Linked DNA regions of Sus scrofa: region 2 is linked to region 1. Evidence: chromatin contacts called from public promoter capture Hi-C data. All regions are on one chromosome and are shown on one strand. Each heading gives the region's core, a stretch centred on a gene start, on an enhancer-like site or on the middle of the called end of the contact. The rest is flanking DNA. Distances are from core to core; before and after follow the strand shown. Region 1 holds the start of NFIB (nuclear factor 1 B-type). Region 2 holds the start of MPDZ (multiple PDZ domain protein).

Evidence for each region. Promoter capture Hi-C pulls out the DNA fragments that hold promoters and counts their contacts.
Region 2: a contact with region 1 is called in a promoter capture Hi-C map of fetal skeletal muscle, with 8 times the contacts expected there. The contact joins the promoter of MPDZ here to the promoter of NFIB in region 1. A contact is called at or near these places in 2 of 5 promoter capture datasets (fetal skeletal muscle and liver) and 1 of 2 datasets of contacts at active chromatin or transcription factors (skeletal muscle).

The regions. Positions count from the first base shown.
Region 1 is chr1:208,179,901-208,185,819 of Sscrofa11.1, reverse strand. It overlaps NFIB (nuclear factor 1 B-type), which reads right to left and starts at 3,423. Exons shown (of 12, transcript XM_021063648.1): 1 at 2,235-3,423. The coding sequence starts at 2,264. It overlaps LOC100514506 (a long non-coding RNA gene), which reads left to right and starts at 4,291. Exons shown (of 4, transcript XR_002335940.1): 1 at 4,291-5,919.
Region 2 is chr1:209,177,725-209,183,643 of Sscrofa11.1, reverse strand. It overlaps MPDZ (multiple PDZ domain protein), which reads right to left and starts at 2,174. Exons shown (of 49, transcript XM_021063703.1): 1 at 1,878-2,174.

The DNA of each region.
Region 1 (5,919 bases), core at 2,174-4,673:
TCTCTATTTTTTACTTACATATCTAAAAAATGCTTTGCTGCAGCTGTTAGGTTCTTGTAACACAAAACTAAACTACTAGTCTGATATAAAAGTAACACAGTTAATGTGTCCTTACTTTTGCAACACCTTACACTACCTATAACGTCACATAGTTATTAAAGTGAGAATTCTACAGCTAAAATTTCTTCTCTGGTTTAGGCCTTAAATCCCCAAAACAGTTTCAATATGTCAACCTGGACTTACATTATTAAAACAGTAGAGAATATTAGTCATCATGAATTAAGTATGTATCCCTGAATATTAATGTGGTAGCTGAATGACTACGCTATATATGCTCCTAATATTCCATACGTCACTATGCTACAATAGTATTTTTAACTTACACAAATTTAAATAAAGCTAGTGACTTTTCAATCCCTATTTAGAAGAAACCAAAAATGTAATGTAATCGCCAACAATGTTTTTGAAAAGCCGATACTAGAAATGTTAACTAATATTAAAAAAAAAATCCTTTACAGGTGAGAGTAAATGGTGCAGCACTTTGTAAGTGAAAAGCTTATCTCAATTTGTTTTATTTGAACTACGTCTCAATAACATAAAAATCATATCAAATGGATGTGGTTTACCAGAAAGAGGGTGAAAAAAATCTGCTGGTGGGTAATATGAAAGGTAACTTTTGCAACTGAAGACAATTCGTTATACCTGAAACACTTTCATCATATTTATTGGCCATTATTCACAGCGTTAAAAATACAAATAGCTCAGCAACTCATTTTTCCAGTTTTGTTAAATTAAAGTGCACGTTTACTTACGGAAAATAGCCATATCTAAGTTAATCATACTCAGATGCCAAACAAAATATAAACAATAAAAAATGTGTCAGCCAAAAAGCTACAGGACTGTATCCAATCACTGAATAAGCCTTATCATTGTTTTCATCTTCATTCACAATTTATGAATGCCTCAATCCTTTTGAATCACAATGGCTTCTAATTGTCATACAATTGAAATCTTAATCATTTGTCCTTTATAAAAGTGCATCAGCATGATACTGGATTTTTTAAAAATTGTAACACACCTAAGACTAGGCAGCACTTCTTTAACTGTTTAGTTTTGAAGCCAATGTCAAAGGAAATGGTTATCAATTACTAATCGTGACAAATTTCCCTAAAAGCTGAAATCAACTGTCCCCCACCTTTAGAGGTTTAAAATACTGCTTCAAATAACAAGTCTGGGCTAAGATATTTAGTCAGTTCATCAGTTGGTTAGTTAGCTGGGTAACGATGGAAGCTGCCCCCAGGTAAGACTATTAGGTGTCGCCACTTCTCCGTTTGACCAACTGGTTTAAAATTGTATAAACTGTGTTCTTATAAAAGTCTAAAGCCAGTATTTTATTTCATAACACAGTTCCTAAAATCTAAGGACAAATTTCAAAGTGAAAAAAATTTTAAAGGATCTTATTTTTCCAGCATTACTTCTACCTTACGATCTACTCCCAAATATCGTTAAATGAACAGGTCTGCACAAAATGAGCATTTCTTAAAAGTCCTTAACTTTCACCACAACCAACTCGAGTCAACGTAAAGATCGCCCTGATGGTGTGGTCCCTAGAAACCTCAAAATGCGGATCGCGATGCACCAGAGTTTCAGATCCCCAAATTAAGCAAAGGAGTGGGTCGCAGGACCACGACCTCGGACTCTCTTCGTCGAATGCCCACTGCCTTCAGCGGGAGTCCAGAGGCGCCCACAACAACTAGTGCTGGTCCCCTCGCCCAAGTTCACCAGTTGTTTTTGAGAGCTCAGTGTCCCTCTAAAGTTCCTCTAAAGCCAGAGTCCGTCTCGGCGCGCAAGTGACCGAGAAGGGCATCGGGCACCCTGGGCAGGGGCGCAGCAGGCACTCGGGGGGCCGCAGGGGGCGAGCGCTCGCCGGCCTGGGCCCTGCCCACCCCCGGCGGCCTCACCCGGCCCAACCGCCCTGGCAGCTCGCAGTCGTCTGCTCTCAGTGCCCAGGGCGCCGGGATGGGCACGCGCGGTGACCGTGGGCGAGGGACCGTGCGCTGAGTCCCACGCCGCCCTGCAAACCCCACCGCAACTCCCGGCTGTTTCTTCTGCGGGGGACCGGGGTGTGCGGAGATCAACTAGAGCCATTAATTGTCCGCAGACGATAGCAACAAAACAAAACAAAGGCATTTCGGGCTAGAGAGAAAGCTCGAGAGAGCGACCGAGACATGTACCTGAGTGAGACAGATGGGAGAATACATCATGACTTCGCCTTAAAACGCACTTTCCCGGAGATGCCCAAGAAAATCTTCAAAAAGCAAGAATTTCATCTATTCATTTTACAGTCATCTGAGCCTCGCGATGCGATCAATCAGGACCGGGCTCTGCGCTGGATCACCGCAACTTCACAACAAACCCAGTCCTCCTTAAATAGCCAAAGATTCAAGTTCACTCGGCGTGCTAGATTTCCCGGGTTGAAATCCAATCTACACTTTTAACCCTCCTGCAGTCCGAGCGCGCTGGCCGTGCTCGCCGAGGCCGCCGCCGCCGCCGCCGCCGGTGTTGGCTGCTTTTCGCCCGGGTTTGGGGATTTGTTTTCTGTTTTGCAGTTGTTGTTGTTGTTGGGGGCTAGGGGGTGCACGAAGGTTCGGTGTGGGTTGGATTGGGGTAGTAGGTGGTGGTGAAATGCTTTTTTAAAAAAGGCGGGGAGGGGGGCGCAGGAGAGAGGGCGGGAGGGAGAGCGAGGAGAATGTGTCACCGCGCTGGGAAAGTTCAAGGTTACAGCCCGGAGCACTGCGGCAGGATCCCGGAGTGGTGATCGCAGGCGAAACTTTGCCGCGAGCCGACCATGTGTGTGCGCGAGGGGGAGCGTGAGCGAGTGCGCGCGGGTGGCGGGGCGCGCGCGGGAGAGGGCCTGGGTGGGGGCGGGGTGGGGTGGGGGAGCCTGGAGAGGCCGGGGTGAGGGAGGGGGCGCGAGCGCAGGTCTCCCGAGCGGAAGAAGCTCGCGGCGCGCGGTCCCCGGCTGCAGCCGCCCGCGCAGGCTCCTCCACGCCCGCCCGCCGGCCCGCCCGCCTCGCCCCGCGTCTGACCCGGCTGAGCGAGGAGGCTGCTGCTGCTGCCGCTGCCCAGAGCCCAGGGGGATCGGAACGCGCTCCTGAAAAATCCCAAACGATAAATCCCGCTCTCCCGTTCGGCTGCAAACTCCTCTCTTTTCTGCTCTGGGCTCTTTTTTCCCCTCCCTCTCTCGCTTTCTTTCGTTGCAAAACTTGGAAGTTGAAAAATTCACCGGTTCCACCCTCTGGACCCCGCTCGAGCTCTCTCCAAATCAGACTTAAGGATTGTTTTATTATTTAATTACACAATCATCGCTTTACTCCTCCTCCTGCAAACGCGCATTCCTTTTGCACCAGCCTCTCCACACCCCCCGCCCCCCACCTTCCTCCTCCTCCTCCACTAGCTTCTCTCTCTCTCTCTCTCTCTCTCTCTCTCTCTCTCTCTCTCCCTCCCCCCCCCTCTCTCGTTTAAGGTCTCATTCCAGTTCAACAGAACCACTTTTTTTTTTCTCTTTTAATAGATTTTCTTTCGCCCTTTGGACGAATAAGTCCCGCACCCCACCACCACCATACGTACACACCCCCGAAAACCCGCCCTGGAAGAGCTATTTCGGTGCTCGCTGCGCACTCTTTAAGCCGCGGGAACCTCCAAGTGGAAGAAACACTGAGCCGGACTGGGCCCGAGAAAGGAACGAATGGAAAATTCCCTCACACCCTGGCCGCCCCGGGGCCCGGGCTGGGGCGCCGACTCTCGCACCCCGGGCGGGCGCGGTATGCCAAGCCCGCTGGCTAAAGGGAGGAGGGGGAGGTCGGGGAGGCGGGGGCCTGAGTGAACTTGGGCTCAAGTAGTTGGGGCGCGCCGGCATGGTTGGGGGCGGGGCCCTCGGGGGTCTCCCCAGCGCAGGCCCGCGCCCCCGAGCAGCTCCGCAGAAGCAGCGCGCCTCGCCGTGGTTTGCCGCCCTCCCTGGGGGGGTGCCTGGTGCACGTGGCCTCGCTCGGAGCGGGAGGACTGGTCCGAACTGCCGCCACCGCTGCCTCCAGCTCCCGCCTCCTCCTCCTCCTGCAACCCGCTCAGCACTCCTCCTGCAGCCCCTTTGGCTCTCTCCCAATCCCCACCTCCCCGCGGCCCGGGGCGCCGGCGGAAAGCGGCTCCCGCCCAGCTAGGGTGCAGGCAGGGCGGGGCCGCGGCGCACCCGGGGCTGCGGGGCGGCCGGGCGCGCGCACGCGCGCGAGCCGGGTGCGTGTGCCGCTACAAGCCCTGCAGAGGCGGCAGTGCCCGCCTTGCTCCCGCGCGGGGCCCTGCCCCCACCCCGCTCAGAGCGGCGGGCCCCGTGTGAATGAACTTGATTTCGGAGGTTTGGAGGCCGGCGGTTTGTCTTGCACTCTTTCTGCGCGCGCGCATACATACGCGCGCACACACACACACACTCACTCGCTCACTCACATACACACCCCACCCCCCACATTCCGGTTTTCGGCTCGGGGTGGGTGGGGAAGAGGTGGATGCAAAGGCTGGGCAGACAATGGGTAGAGGAAAAGTGAGTGCCAGGGGCTCCGTGTCTACCTAGCCCGGGGCTGCGAATGGGACCTGACAACCTAGCCCCGGGGCGGGGCCTCCCCCGCCTCCGGCTGTGTTCTGGGGCTGTTTCGAGGCTCTCCTCTGATTCTTCTTTCCTCTTTTCCCCGCTTCCCTTACCTCGATTTTTTTTCCCTCAACTTTCTCCTCTCTCAGTCTCTCCGGTTCCTGCCCACCGCCTCCTCCCCTTCACTCCCCACCCCCACAGCCGACCTGAAGGAACCAGTGACTTTTTCCATCACCAAGTGGGAGTTATCCACATCAAGCATTTCACAACGACACATCAAGAAAAGTAGGCAGGTTCAAGTCAACCATGAAATGGTCACTTTTTAACCCCGTCCTGTCCTCATTAGGGAAATGCTCAAACACAGTCCGTTTTCAAAGAGCGCTCTTAATGAGGCAAGCCTGCCAAGTCTACCAGCTGCAGCCCCCGTAAACCAAGAGCCCTAAGAAAAAAGGCGCTGGGGAAGGAGGGGGAGTTGAGGAGGCCGGGGAGCGGGGGGCGGGCATTGAATCTGGGAAGACAGGTAAAGTCGGGGAAATTTAGAGAACTCCCCCGGAGTTAACCCTGTAGGGTACACACCGCTGGAAGCGGCCGCCCTGTTCCTCTAGAGGCAAATCTTCTAATCAGAGCTCTGACAATGTTAATTTCTTTTGTGTGGGTCATTTCTTCTTTTTGAAAAGCCAGGATAAAGTTGACAGTCTTTATAGAGGAAAGAAATTAGGTGACAGTCTGGGTTAATCCAAATACTCATTACTCTCAGAAATTTTTAGGCGTTATCCTAGATTTAAAAAAAAAAAAAAAAGTCCACTAAGCATCACTTTGTATTTCACAATATACTGCATCCCTTTTCTCACCCTCTGACCGGAGTCTGAGGGGAAGGGGGCGGGGAAGCGCTACTGATCATACCAGCTTTAACTACTGGAGTTTCTCTTTGAACAAATATTCAATTTAATCGGAGTTAATTTACCATAAAAGACATTCCCCTTGGCACGAATGTACTCCTGTCCTTGAACACACCTCTTTGAATGCCTGGACTCTTACAGAAGCCATTATTTCGGGGTCTCTTTAAAAATCAAGAGCCCATCTCTCTCTTTCTCTCCCTCCCTCCCTTCTTCCCTCCCTCCTCACCACAACACCCCCAGTGAAATCCTGGCACCCTGAGAGTGCTCAGTTCAGCCAGAGATCCCAGAACCAGCCGCTGTCCCCTGGCAAGAGAGGCCCAGTGCTGAGCCCTAGGCAAGTGTCTGCAGAAAGCGCTTTCCCTCCTCCCTAACAAGTTTCCCTTA
Region 2 (5,919 bases), core at 925-3,424, 1.0 Mb before region 1:
ATATGATTTTCATGTAATTTTCACAGGTCATGAAATAGTAGTCTTTTGATTTTGTTTTTGAACCATTCAAAAATGTACAGAACCTCCCTGGCTGTTAAACCTTATCGGGAAAAAACAAGCTGCAGCAGACAGACTTGGCCTATGGCCCACAAGTTTACAGACCTCAGCTTTTAAAAACCCTACTGTGAACTCCACGGGGGGGGGGGGGGGAAGGGGGGAGTGGAATACAGCCCAGTCTAGATAAATCATACCATTTGTAAACTACCCCATTAGCGAGGGGGGAAATCTGGGCATCTCAGACAAGATTATCCCCATCATCCTCTAAACTCTCTCAGCCCTTCCCTCAGGCAAGCGCACAGGTGCATCCATCTGGAGCTTTGCATTGTATTAGGATTCACGCCAAGGAACTTCAAGTTTTGCTGGGTTCTTAAATGCAATTGTGTACCTAAATTCAACAACAGACCAAAGGATATATGTTATACAAATTTCAATGATGCCACTCTTACAAAAAGTTCATTGTAGCCACCTATACCTAAATTCAACAAATAAACCTGAAACACCATCACCTTGTAAATTTTTTAGACTGGGTGTTGTTTATTCTGCAAAGGGTGACCCAAAAGAGAAATGTCTATAGAAACACAAAAGGGATATTTACACCACAGCTGTTGACCAAGCTGGATGACAAAGTCTAGCGGCTTTTCAGAGTATTCCGCTCTCCACATGAAAATGACATAAAGAGGTCTCTTTGTAGGCTGGTGAAGTCAAGGTCCTCTTATCTAAGGATATCTACGAAACACTAGCCGCCAACATATCCACTCCAAGGCACACCGCGCCCATACCCGGGTTCTGCCCCAGCAGATTAACCTCAGCAACCCAACCCCTGGAGATGGATGGGGCCGTTCGCCCCCGTCATTGCGAGGCAGCGGCCACCTCCCGCCCTCGCTCAGCCCCTCCTTCTCTATTCAGCAGTCCCAGCTTGAATTTCCACGAGATGTGCAGGAAAGAATAGCCCAGGCTTTGTGCCTCTGCAAAGAATGCAAGCAAAAATGTACACCATCACCAAGGCTGAAACACAGACGTACACGCAAGCACATGTCTTTGGAACAGCGCTTCCCAAAAACATTCGGCATCCCGGGGCTAATCGCAAACAAAGGCACCCCTTCGGCGAGCTCGGGGTGGGGGTAAGGGGGGGGGCAGAGAATAAAGGGGGAAGCGAGAGGAAAATGCTCCCATCTACCCAGACAGAGGATGAAAGTGCACTGGCGCCAGGAATGGAGGGTGGGGGGCGGGTACCAGTAAGCTGAGTTCTGAGTACCCCTCTGCCGAGGCGAGAGACGCCAGTTTGGGGGCGCGTCTACCCACCCCTTGGCCACCCCACACTGCTGAGCGCCGCGAAACGACGGACCGGGAATCTGCCCCGGGCGCGGCCACCCCAGCGGAGAGCAACAGGCGCCCGCGCTCTGGAGCGCCAGGCCCGCGGACCAGGCCCGGAGTCCCCCCCCCTTGGCACCCTTTCTATGTCCCTCCAGGCGAAGGAAAAGACTAAACTTTTCAACCTTTTAGAGTCGACAAGAGCAAAAGAAGGGGGGAGGGGTGACAGAAAGGACCAAGACAATCTAAGACCCGGCGAGTCGCAAAGGAAACTTCCAGACTCCATCCTTTTCAAGACCCAGAGGAGCTGCGGCTTCCCAGTAGCGGTGGGCCCTGCGGGGTGGGACAAGAACCCTGTTCGCGGGGCCCACACCCCACCCCCACCCCCACGCCCCACCCCCGCGCCGAACCCCTGAAGCCCGCGCACCTTCCTGGCCGGCGCGCGCGCGGGGCGCGGGGGCGCGCTTCGGCCTCCGGGCCCGGTCTCAGGCCCTGGCGCCGCTTACCCGGCTCGCGGCGGCCGCCCCCGGCGGGAACTCGAAAGGGGCAGAAGGCTGGGGAGCCGGGGTCGCCGAGGACTCGGAGAGCCTAGCCTCGCCCACGCTCGCTCTCTTCTGTCCTGAAGTAACGGCCCGGCCAGGAGCTTCGGGATAAACACGCACAGACGCTCCCGCACAACCGAGAAACTTAATCCCGCTCTGAAGCCAGCTGCCCGACACCAGCCTCGCGCTCCGCCGCGCCCCCTCCCCCTGCGCGCGCCGCACTTGCGCCGACCCCGGCTGCGGCGGAGGCGGCGCGGCGGGTTCCCGGGCTGCCGGGCTGCGTGACGCCTGCGGCCGGCGGGGCGCGGGCGCGCCTCGGCCAATCAGGGGGCGCGGCCCAGCCAGCCGGCCTTGGGGTTTAAACTAGCTCCGTGGGCTCTCCGCTGCGGACGTGGGAAGTGTACCCCGTGTGGTTGCTGGAAAAAAGCCCCGTTAAAGTCACTGTCAAATAAGCATTAATTTGGACAAGCCTGCCCCGTGCCATGTTGGGGATAGACTTACACTAAAAATTTATTCGTTGTTTATCTGAAATTCGGGTTTAACTGGGCAGTGGGCAGCCTGTATTTTCATTTGCAAACTCTGGCAGCTTGTGAGAACTGGTAGCCTCTATTTTTAGTTCTCGGAACTTATTTTTTGTGCGGACTGCTCTCTGGTAGCTTATTAAAATAGCCTGTGATGGTGATGAGAAACACCTTTATAAAATGCATAGGTGGTGCAGCTGTTCTCACTTTCTGAAAAGTTCACTTGTAGCGCATCAATATGCATTCTTAGAGAGATGATCTAACTAAACGACAAAAAGAAAGTGAAAGAAGGATTCAGAACTGCATGGTGCCAGGAGAAACATATTCATTTCTATTTTGTGCCATTTAAGATTGTCTTTCTGATAGCTTCAATTCCTGAGTCCCAGGAATCTTCTCTGTGGAAGAAAATTGCTCCCTTTGTCAAGTCTAATATTAAAGTATACAATAAGAATACTCAGAATCCCAACTTAAAATATTTCAAGAATTTATCTTAATATCCTGAATTTTTTTTTCCTTTGGCAGACCTGTAATTTTTTGTTTTGTCTTAGAAACGCAATTGTATTTCTACGGCATTCACCAAATGTTTAAGGAGGAGCATGGCTAATAAAATATACAAGGCTTCAGAGGGAAACTGGTTTGAGTTTTTAAACAGATATTTTCAGAAATCTGTGAAACAGAACATTTGCCTGCAAATGACCAGAAGTTAAGTAAAGTGAGCTCAGTGTCCTGGATGGAGAGAGTGTCCTTAGCCCAAGGACTCTTGTGCTTTTGTAAATAGTGTGATTTTTCCCACCGAAGAAATAAAAACACTTGACTAGATTTCTTCACGAGTCTATGGCTTTTCATTTCCTCTGGGTCTTCTGAAGATGAAAGTTAAGATAGGATAAAGGAAAACTCATTCCACCTTATCTTTTCATTTGTCTCTTCGACACAATCTCAATCTTGTGTACCCTTTCAATCAGCACCCTCAAGACTCTCCATCTTGAAAAAGAGAGAGAAAAGGAGAAAGAAAGAGGAGAGAAGAGAAAGATGGAAGAGAGGAAGAAAGGAAATACCTCTCCAGCCCATCTTCGCCCATATACCCACTTTCTCCCTTCTTCACAGTTAAGTGTCTTGAAATCAACCAACTGCACCTGGCTGCCTGCCCCCATCACACCACTGAACTGAATGGCTCTTGCTAGGGGTCACCAGTGACTACCCACTACCTGAATTCAGTGGATATGTTTCACTCCTCCTGTTCCTTGTTGCTTTAGATGCAGTCATAACTGCTACACACTCTCTTGCTGAAGTGTTCCCCTCCCCCTGAAAGTCCATGCAGTCACTCTCTGTTGGTTTTGCTCCTTCCTCTTAGTTAGGGGCAGATGTGTGAAAACTGAAGTTTGGCTTACAATTTGGGGCTTGGCTTTAAGAGAAGAAAAACAAAGATAGCATTCTTATGACAATTTTACAATAATATATACCTATGTAAACCCATTGCCCACTCTCCCTAGGCAAGAGAATTTTTGCCTTTATTAGCTGCAAAGTAGATCTGCCTCTGTCAGACCATTCTTTGATATCCTTTGCCAACTAATCTCTCCCTAATCTTTAAATGGAATTCTTCAAGACTCAGTGATGGGCCCTCTTTTCTTTTTTAACTCTGTCCCTCAGTAAGTTCATTCTCACCTTCAGCTTATCATTTATTGGTTAAGGATTCCTAAAATGTTGTTTTTAATCCAGACTTCTCCATCTGAGTGTTTGACTCCCCTGTATGCTTGTCTCAAACCTAGATTACCCCGAAGGGAACCAAGATATTTCTGCTCAGGCCTGGCTGCCTTTCCTAGTCGAGTGTTTCAGTGAATGGTACCCCCATGGACGTTACTCTGTGATTCCCACAAATTAGGATACCCCCCCTGAGATACATTCTCATCTATACTTTTGCTCCATAGTATTCATCCTACTTTGTATTTTTATATATCTAGTTTACATATTTAGTTATAGAAGCAATATTTCTCTTCCTCCTCAGACCATAAACTACTTGAGTAGGGCCAATGTCATCATTTCATCCTCAAGCCTAGCAAAATGTTTCATACCTAATTATTGCTCAGATGTCATGGGATGAATGAGTATATGAATGCAAGAATGAATGATTTGTCTATATAACTTCATGTTCTTGCCACAGAGTCATCCCAGGGCATCCCGTTTGGAGAAGATTCTCCTATTGCTTAGAAATTCCAAAGGATTCCTCCTCTTTGAATAGCAAAGCCCTCCCTTTTGTTCCTTCCCAAATCTGGTCATTCCCAAATGCAAGGGAAGTAAGTGCATGCAGTGCTAGTTGGTTGGAGAAGTATAGAAGGAGAATGATTCCATTACCAGGCACTGAAGTTTTTCTGAGGGTCTTGAAAGGTAAAATGGCTTTTATGTTTTTGAACCACAGGAAAAGAACCCATAACACTGAATTAGAGGCAAGCTTAACGAATTTAATACCTTGCTTTGTTCCAAACCTATAAATGAGAATCAAAAAAAGGATTGGTTTAAAAGACGTTATTGTTCTGGTCTCATTTAGCAAAGCAAACCATATGTGCACACCTTCAATGGTAAGACTCAGAGGTCGGAAAGACCCGTTGCTTTTGTTATCTCTTCCATCAAGTTATCCAGCACTCGGGATGATTCCATCCTGGAACATCTCCTTTTGAAGTAAACCCTTATCATTATGGCTCCATTCTCTTCTGCTTATTCTAACCCAGATGACCCAAGATTTTTAGAAGTAACAGGGAAGTATAGTATATTGCACTGATTTTTTTTTCTTAATGTTTTGTTTTCTTTTTTTTGTAGGGTTTTATGGCCATGCCTGCAGCATGCAGAAGTTCCAGGGCCAGGGGTCAGTCGTGCACCACAGCAGTGACCCAAGCCACTGCAGTGAAAATGCCGGATCCTTAACTTGCTGCACCACATGAGAACTCCAAAAAATGTTTTGTTTTTTTTTTTTGTATGATGTAAAGTCTTATAGAGAAAGCCAAAGTATAAAGCAGATGAAGGAGTTCCTGTCATGGCTCAGTGGCTAATGAATCTGACTAGGAACCATGAGGTTGCGGGTTCAGTCCCTGGCCCTTGCTCAGTGGGTTAAGGATTCAGCCTTGCCATGAGCTGTGGTATAGGTTGCAGACGCGGCTCGGATCCCACGTTGCTGTGGCTCTGGGGTAGGCCGGTGGCTACAGCTCTGACTGGACCCCTAGCCTGGGAACCTCCATATGCCACAGGAGTGGCCCAAGAAAATGGCAAAAAGACAAAAAAAGAAAAAAAAAAGCAGATAAATTAGAGCTACTCTTCTCTATGAGGTGGGTCAAAACTCACTCCATTTGTATTGATTAATAATACTTTCTATTTCATGTGAGCACAGGCTGTGGTATCTGAAGATGAAGGAATTAGCAATGTTACCTACATCCCAGGTGTATTCCCAGGGAGGCATTATGCACAGCAATTTGTTTTTCTCAAATTCAAGTCATGTT